Linked DNA regions of Podarcis muralis: region 1 is linked to region 2. The links are chromatin contacts, called in public Hi-C maps. All regions are on one chromosome and are shown on one strand. Each heading gives the region's core, a stretch centred on a gene start, on an enhancer-like site or on the middle of the called end of the contact. The rest is flanking DNA. Distances are from core to core; before and after follow the strand shown. Region 1 holds the start of NECAP1 (NECAP endocytosis associated 1). Region 2 holds the start of ZBTB49 (zinc finger and BTB domain containing 49).

Region 1 (3,847 bases), core at 1,040-3,539, 320 kb before region 2:
TGTGCATACGGCAGAGGCAGTAAGACTCATCAGGCTTGGCCAACCTTGTCCCCGGTCCCCCAACGAAAGTGTGCATCCTAAAACATGCATCTGCAGTCCCTAATGCAGGGATGGCTAACCTGTGGTTTGGGCTACAACTCCCCTACTCCTTGACCACTGGCCATGCTGGCAAGGGCTGCTGGGAGTTGGGAGTCCAGCATCATCTGCAGGGCCACGCAGGTTCCCTGCTGCTACTGAAGAGATGCTGCCAGCCTGGCTGGCCTGTCAGGCAGGCCTTGGGTGGGTGGGGAGCAACCTGGTAGTGATCCTAAGTATAGCTCCAGGCCATGTGCTCATGCACCACCATCTTAATGATGCCACCCCTAGACTCAATGTGCAAAGGTCAGGAGTGACTTAATTAAGACAGTGAGTGACACCGAGAGTCTGGGTGCACAGCTGTGTTCTGCAGTGCTGCTCAGCCATTGGTGCTGCCAGCAAAAGGCAGAAAGGGGATGGATGATTCATCAATGATGTGGGCCATCATCTTGAACTCACCACAATCTGAATTATGCTGCTCCTGCCCTGGACACAGGGGTGTGTTGGGAATGGGCTTGGCACAATTAAGATTTCAAAGCTGTTAAATTCAAGCGGGTGGCTCAAAATTCTGCTCACTGCCGCTGCCATTATCATGATAGGCAGAAGACTCGCCTGCAAACAAATAAGTGCCCCCCCCCCAAGAAAAAACTTGGGAGTCCAGATTGTCCACAGAAGAAAAACTGCTGGGGGTAAAAAATTCCCTGGGGGTTCCTCCCCACTTAAATTATACTTCTAGAGAAAACTGTTATGTTGGTCACATCTGTTAAAACACAATAAAAATAGCATTTAAACTATTTGTGGCATACTTCTTGGTTATTTTTGGAGTAAGATAGAGCCAGTTTCCACACACATAACTGAATGTTAACAGGAGTTCAAATGATATTAGCTAAAACACGAAATAATATGCAGAGAAGCTCACAGATGTGGTGTTGGTCACTACGCAATTACCCTTATCTGGAAATGAAAGGCATACACAGTATTTTATGCAATAGTTTAGTGATACAGACAAGCCCAATCCCACCTGCCAATGACTGAAACTCAAAACCACCACTTTGGTTTGATATTTTTATAGAAGCAATAATACTCTGTTAGAGACAGAAACTCTGGGGGTGAAACTCTCAGGTTCCTTCTGAAGTGAGGTTTTTCTGATGAAAATCCAGGCGGCAGCAAAGAAAAGGGAATCTTTCCGATTTCTAATGCTAGCTTAATATTGGGGTGGGTGGAAATAATATGATGGTGATGTAATTAAACCTTTTTAAAGAAATACCCCAGACTGCCCAAGGGGCACGCGTCGTGTGGCAGGTGAGAGGTGGGGGGGCTCAGGGAGAACAATCACAGCCAATCTTGAACTTCATTATTTTCCAAGGGCAGCTCTCAGGTTCGTCTCGGGAAAACTTAAAAAACTCTGGTCCAGCCTTTCCCAACTGGGGTTCGTTCTAAGCCGTTTCTCTCTATGAGCCCAAACTCGGCTGCCAGGGCGAAAGATGGCTCCCTGCGTGACTTCAGCAGCCCAACTTAATCACCGCCGCCGACTAGAAAGACACAGAGATAAGAAAATAGAGGAACGCATACAAGGACTGAAGGCAGAGCTTTTTGGTTCCTTTCGCCCTCTCCCTTGTAAAAAAAGAAAAAATAGAGAGGGGCATATACCCAGGATTTTAACACACAATTGTGACTGAATCGCAACGCGCCCTCCCCAAAGCAAAAGGCAGCAGCAAAAAGAACACAGGCTTATTTGGGTGGAAAACGTGTGTGGGGTTTTTCAAAAGTTGTAAAGCTTTTTTTAAAAATGCCAATACAGCTTCTTATCTCAATATTGCGTGGTTTGTAAATGGTGCAATTCAGCCCCCTGGTTGCAGCGAAGACCCACCCGCCCGAGACGCCCCTCAGCCCGCCTCCCAGTCTGGCGGCTCCTTAAAGGCGGAAAGGGAGCCATTGCGGCAGCCCGAGCTGGGGAGACGGCGCTCCGCTTTCCATCTATAAAGCAGCGGGCGACGTGGCGCTGAGCGCGAGCCGAGCTAGAAGGTCTGCCGAATGGGTGCAATTTTGGAACATCTCGCCGAGGCGGGGAAAAGATCTTTAAAGAACCCGGGAGTTGGCGACTTAGGCGACTCTGCCCCTTGATAGGTCTACGCAGCAAGCCCAGAAATCCAAGATGGCGCCCCTCGGCGGGTCGTGACTGCGCAATATGGCCGGCCTGGTTGCGTAAGAGTGCGCCAGGGGTTAAGATGGCGCCCGCCCGGGCTTCGGCGAACGTGATAGGCCGCGTCCCCTCGCCCGCGCCGCTGCCCCAATCAAAGGCGGCGCTGGACGCGCGCGGGGCTGCCGCCTTCCCTCCCTCCCTCCCGCTCCGCGTCCCAGAGTGGCGAGGATGGCGGCGGCGGCGGCGCCCGAGGTGGAGTACGAGTCGGTGCTGTGCGTGAAGCCCGATATCAGCGTCTACAGGATCCCGCCGAGGGCCTCGAACCGGGGATACAGGCAGGAGAGGCGGGCCGGGCGGGCGGGAGGGGGCGGCGGGCCGGGCACACGGCTTCCCACGCGGAGGGTCGGGCGGCCTCCCTCGCAGGGCTCTTGTTGTGGCCGGCATTCATTCGGCGCACCTGTCCGCCTATTTATCTATATCTATATGAGACCTGCAGAGAGAGAGTTGTCACCCAGTGGGAAGAAGGAGGCGACGATTAGACCTCGCAGGGAGGCTGAGGCTGGAATTCATTTGAGGGGTTTTTAATGTTATTTAAAAAAAAACACATCTTAATTTTCCTCCTCATTTTACGTTAATAGCAACCATGACAGTAGGAGCAGCAACCGCACAGCGTTCTCTGCAGACTTCTCTAAGGGGCAGTGGCCCGTTTACTCGGGGAGTAAATGGCGACCCAATGCAACTTCTGGGGGAGCCTCTTGCGTAAGGCGGTCGTGATCCACTGCTGCTGGCCCGCACCTGCTGTCCTCGGGACTCCGCCTCCGCCTGCCTTGGAGATGGAGCGGCCTTTTTTGTTCCTCGGCTCCTCTGGCGCCTTCCACCTGCTTTTAAATGACGCTTAACTCATTCTTTTAATGACACCAGAGAGGCTGACATTGAAATAGTGTGCATTTATATAAATGCATTTATATTTTTTAAAGACCCATAAAATCAGTAAACATTAAAAGCAGACTAACACATTGTTATTAATGTTTTCAAATTGAAAGGCCTGTGGCTGAACCCCTGGGGTTGAATTCTTCCCAGTTCAGGAGAAACTCTGCTGCATGGATTTCCCTTGGTTTGCCCCTCGTTTGGGAGCCTCTGCTCACCAGCCTTCATCTGCCAGGCAACCTTTCCTCGGTTGCGTTTCCCCCCTTGTAGGAGCGCAAAAGGGAGTTGTGTGACATCTGCTGGGTCTCTGTGTGTGTCATTCCCACGGGGATGTTAAAATGGAGAGCGTCGCTTCCTCAGACTTGCTGCTCCACTGTTCAGTGTTTAGCTGCACAGGTGGATTTCTGCTGGTGTTGCCTTCTGGAACATCATTTTCTTCTGTAATCCTCTCTTCCCTTCTCTTTCCCCTTCCCCCAGCTCTGTTCCTTTGCGGTACGTGTGTTCTCTGAGTCATCCTATCCCGGTTCTCATTAGTGACAAATCCACTCTTCCCCTTTTCCTCTCGTCACTAACAGTCACAAAGGGAGCTGGATTATCTTCCAGATTGTGCATCAGCGCTGACCACGCTGGTTAGATGAGCAGGGAGGAAGGGAATGTGGATAACTGCTAAGCAATTACACTTCTTTTTCTGCTGACATCTCC
Region 2 (3,608 bases), core at 284-2,783:
TCAGTCCATCATGGGGGGGGGGGGGGAGAGCAACCTTGCCCCAAAATGGCAACATTCCATTTTGGCAACTGCAACCTTGCTTTAAGGTTTAAAGGTTTTTAAGGTTTAAAGGTTTAAGGTTTTTGCTTTAATTTGGCACTGAGCTTATACAGTGGACGCTCGGGTTGCAAACGTGATCCATACAGGAGGCATGTTTGCAACCCGCAGTGCTGCGTCTGTGCACACGCGGGTTGCAATTCGGCGCTTCTGTGCATGTGCAAAGCGCGATTTAGTGCTTCTGTGCATGCGCCAAAATCCGGAAGTAACCCGTTCCGGTACTTCTGGATTTTGGTGCATCCGTAACCCGAAAACGCACAACCTGAAGCGTCTGTAACCCAAGGTATGACTGTATACCTGAGTTTCTAACTCTGCCCACAGGGTCTCTGCCCGAGATCCCAAGATGTTTAAAAACTGAAATTGGCAAAGGAGAGTTTGCATGACATCTAAAAATGCGCCTGTGCATTGTGAGTGATGGGACAGGGGTGGGGGTGGGGATGCTAGAGAAGGGAGGCAAGTTGTCTCATCCTTCAGTTCTCTGCAGACTTAGCTGAACATTTGTTTCACTGCACCTAGCAAGCCTCACTGCCCGGTAAACACGCACAGGTTTAGGCTGCAAGAAGTCCAGCCAGCAGGTAAGGCGGGCAGGCACCTGTTTTCCTCGCCTCTGCTCCTGCGCCTTAACGGCAGCTCTCCACGACTCTTCCACTTCCCGGTCACATTTGTCCAGACTTTATGCTGCTGCTGCTGCTCTTGTGGCAGAGCCTGGCTGGGCTGTTTTGTGCATCGCTTGTCAGCATTTTAATGCCATCGCCCAGACGAAGGAAGCTTTCCTCGGCACCTGAGCGGCATGCCGGGGCAAAGCGCAGCCCGCACCTGGCATTTGCCCGGCAGTGAATCTGTGGCGGGCTTTCAGGTGGCACCCCAAAGTCGAGGCTGGAGCTGCCCTGAACACCAGACCTCGGCGGCTCCTCGCCGGCTCTCCTCCTCAAGGCAAAATCCTCGCAGGCATTGCAGGCGAGCGCGAGCGGGCAGGAGGGATCTTGGTCGGCAGCAGCTTCCTGTCGCGTCACGGCGGCCCCTTGGGCAAACTCGGGCATAGACTCCCGCCTGCCCAGACTCCCGCATTCAATGGCGCGCGGCCTCTTTGCAGGCTGCTGCTTTGTCGGAAAGGGATTTCCTCTCTCGGCTCCTGCTCCCCCGGAGCAGGGGAGCCTCCCAAGGGCCTTTGGCCGAGTCCCTCTGGCTCGGGGCTGCCTCTCCCTCCCTCCCTGGAGGTGCCACCCCCGCGGGCTGAGCCCCGGCCCTTCCGCAGGCCAGAAACCCAGCAGCGCCACTTGAGGGCCTGGGAGAGGCTGGCGTGTTTAAATCGAGGAAGCACTTGAAGCTCCCCAACCTATTTTCCGCAAGGCCCTTGTCCGGCTGGGCAGGAGCGAGAGCTGCCCATTAGCAGCGGGGAGATTGTCTATATAAACCCACCCAAATGTCGGAGCAAAGAGAGAAATCCCATGTCCTTTGCTCTTCGAGTGAAATGCCTTTCTTTTTGTTCGGGGGGGGGGGGGTTGAGCGAGAGATGACTCTTCTCACAGTCCGTTGAGGCTGCGTGCAAAGTCTGCGGGCGAGTAAAGCGCCCTGCGCTGGATCTGCTGCGCTGGGAGAGGCGCCGCGGGGGCGGGTCCGATGGCCGCATGCAGGGCTGGCAGGGTTCTCGCCAGGGGACTTTGGGGGGAGTGAAAAAAGTCCGCCCTCTTCCTGCCGGGCCTGCACTGCAGGGGTGTCGCCGCTCTCTCCCCCCCCCCCCCCCAGCCTGCGGGGCTTCAGCCATGGCTGGCGACAGAAGAACAGCTGAACGGGACCTCCTCGTGGTTCCTTTGCTGTATTTCTCAGGATTTCGGCCTCGCCCTGGTCCGCAACTGGCGGCCTTACTTGCAGACCGGACCTAAGCTGCCGCCTCTCCCTCCCTGCTGCCAATGCACGGGCAAAAGAAATGTGATTTAAAATAAATGTTTAGGGCTTTGACTCTTCCTCCACCCCCACGCCCATTTTAAATGTAAAATCAGCCCTAATGACTCTTTGCTAATAATCACAGCTGCGGCGCTAAGGTCCTGTGCGTCTCCTTTAAAGGTTTTCGACATCAACCCGGAAGTTGGTCTTGGCGTGTGAGTCTGCACGCTGTAAGTCTACGCCTACGCGCGACCTCCTTGCCCATAGAGATGCTGAGGGCTAGAGCGCGCCGCTCTGCCGCCCTTGCGGGCGTCGGGGGTGTTACTCTCGACGTTTCTCTCTCTAGGCCTGAGACGTTCAAAGGAGTCGCCGACGGTGTCGTCATAGGTGCGCGACGGAGCGGAGGGTGGCGCACCGGAGGCGTCGCTGCAGCCCGAGGGGAGAGACCCGGCGCGGGACCACCAGCCATCCTTAGCCGGTGAGTTCCGCCGCTGAGCCCGTCTCGGCCCTCAGGACACCGTTTCGGTTTCTAGATCCGCGGCTAGAACGGCGAGTGTGTGAACGCGGCGAACACGTGTCTCCCGCGAGGCAACGCTAGTCCGCGAAACGGCGGTAAGTTGCGCTCCCTGGCAAAAGTGGCGTCGGCGGCGAGTCCGGGTAAACGGATTATAGCCTGTATCCGCTTTTATGCTTTATTTTAACAGGCTATATAACTATATGTATAACTTACGTATAACTACATATACATATGTGCGCGCGTGCGTGTGTATATACACACACATAGTGTATCTATCATTATCTATAATCTATCTTTATATATATATACATACATATTTAATTCTAATCAATGTTTAATTGATTTTTAATAGTTTCCCCTCCCCTCATGTTTAGATGCACTTATTTTTATCTGTAAGCATTCTTGAGTCCCCTGTCGGGGGAGGGGGGAAATGAGGTATAAATACATTAATGATAATAATAAATAATAAATAATAATAATAATATATGAAGCATGAAACAGCAGACCCTATTTTTTGCCAGCTGCTCCTCCAGATTTCTGAGAAATCATATTTGGTTGGCTGCTTGTGAAATAGCATACTTGTTTGTGTGTGTGTTTTCTGCCAAAGTACCTGGAACAGTTACAGTTTTAAAATACTCCCTCCCCTAATGGTGCAAAATATAAAACAGAGTTCTCTCCATTTGATGGGTGGGTCCTTTCCTCTTGGCATGCAGTTCATTTGGTAGTCCAAAGGATCTGCCCCCCCTATTCCCTCAAGCCCTTAAGAAATTTTGTTCCCATTCTGAATGTATTTGTTGCTTACAATAAATACCAGCATGCCTGGAATCATTAATGTTAATGGACCTGGGTATATAGTGCTATTTATGCAGTGCTAACTTAATAGTTTTGTCTTTAATGCTCCGCAGGGTGTTTAAATATATTTTTATTGTATCAACTTCTGCTTTGTTAGTCCTGCCTTTTTAAAAGGACATGTAAAACACTATTTTTAATTAATTTCTAGAATTTGTTTGAAGAGGATCAATTCTAACAGTCTCTGAAGAAAGATACTGCTATCTTGGAAGAAATGGTGGTTTTCACATGTAACGCATGTGGAGAGTCTGTGAAAAAGGGA

Evidence for each region. Hi-C and Micro-C count contacts between places; a contact is called where the count stands out from the background.
Region 1: a Hi-C map of blood shows a contact between it and region 2, with 7 times the contacts expected there. The contact joins the promoter of NECAP1 here to the promoter of ZBTB49 in region 2. A contact is called at or near these places in 2 of 3 Hi-C or Micro-C datasets (blood and tail).

The regions. Positions count from the first base shown.
Region 1 is chr9:80,272,680-80,276,526 of rPodMur119.hap1.1, reverse strand. NECAP1 (NECAP endocytosis associated 1) reads left to right here and starts at 2,289. Exons shown (of 8, transcript XM_077934547.1): 1 at 2,289-2,470. The coding sequence starts at 2,304.
Region 2 is chr9:79,949,661-79,953,268 of rPodMur119.hap1.1, reverse strand. ZBTB49 (zinc finger and BTB domain containing 49) reads right to left here and starts at 1,533. Exons shown (of 8, transcript XM_077934536.1): 1 at 641-1,533. It overlaps LYAR (Ly1 antibody reactive), which reads left to right and starts at 2,235. Exons shown (of 8, transcript XM_077934535.1): 1 at 2,235-2,458. The coding sequence starts at 2,250.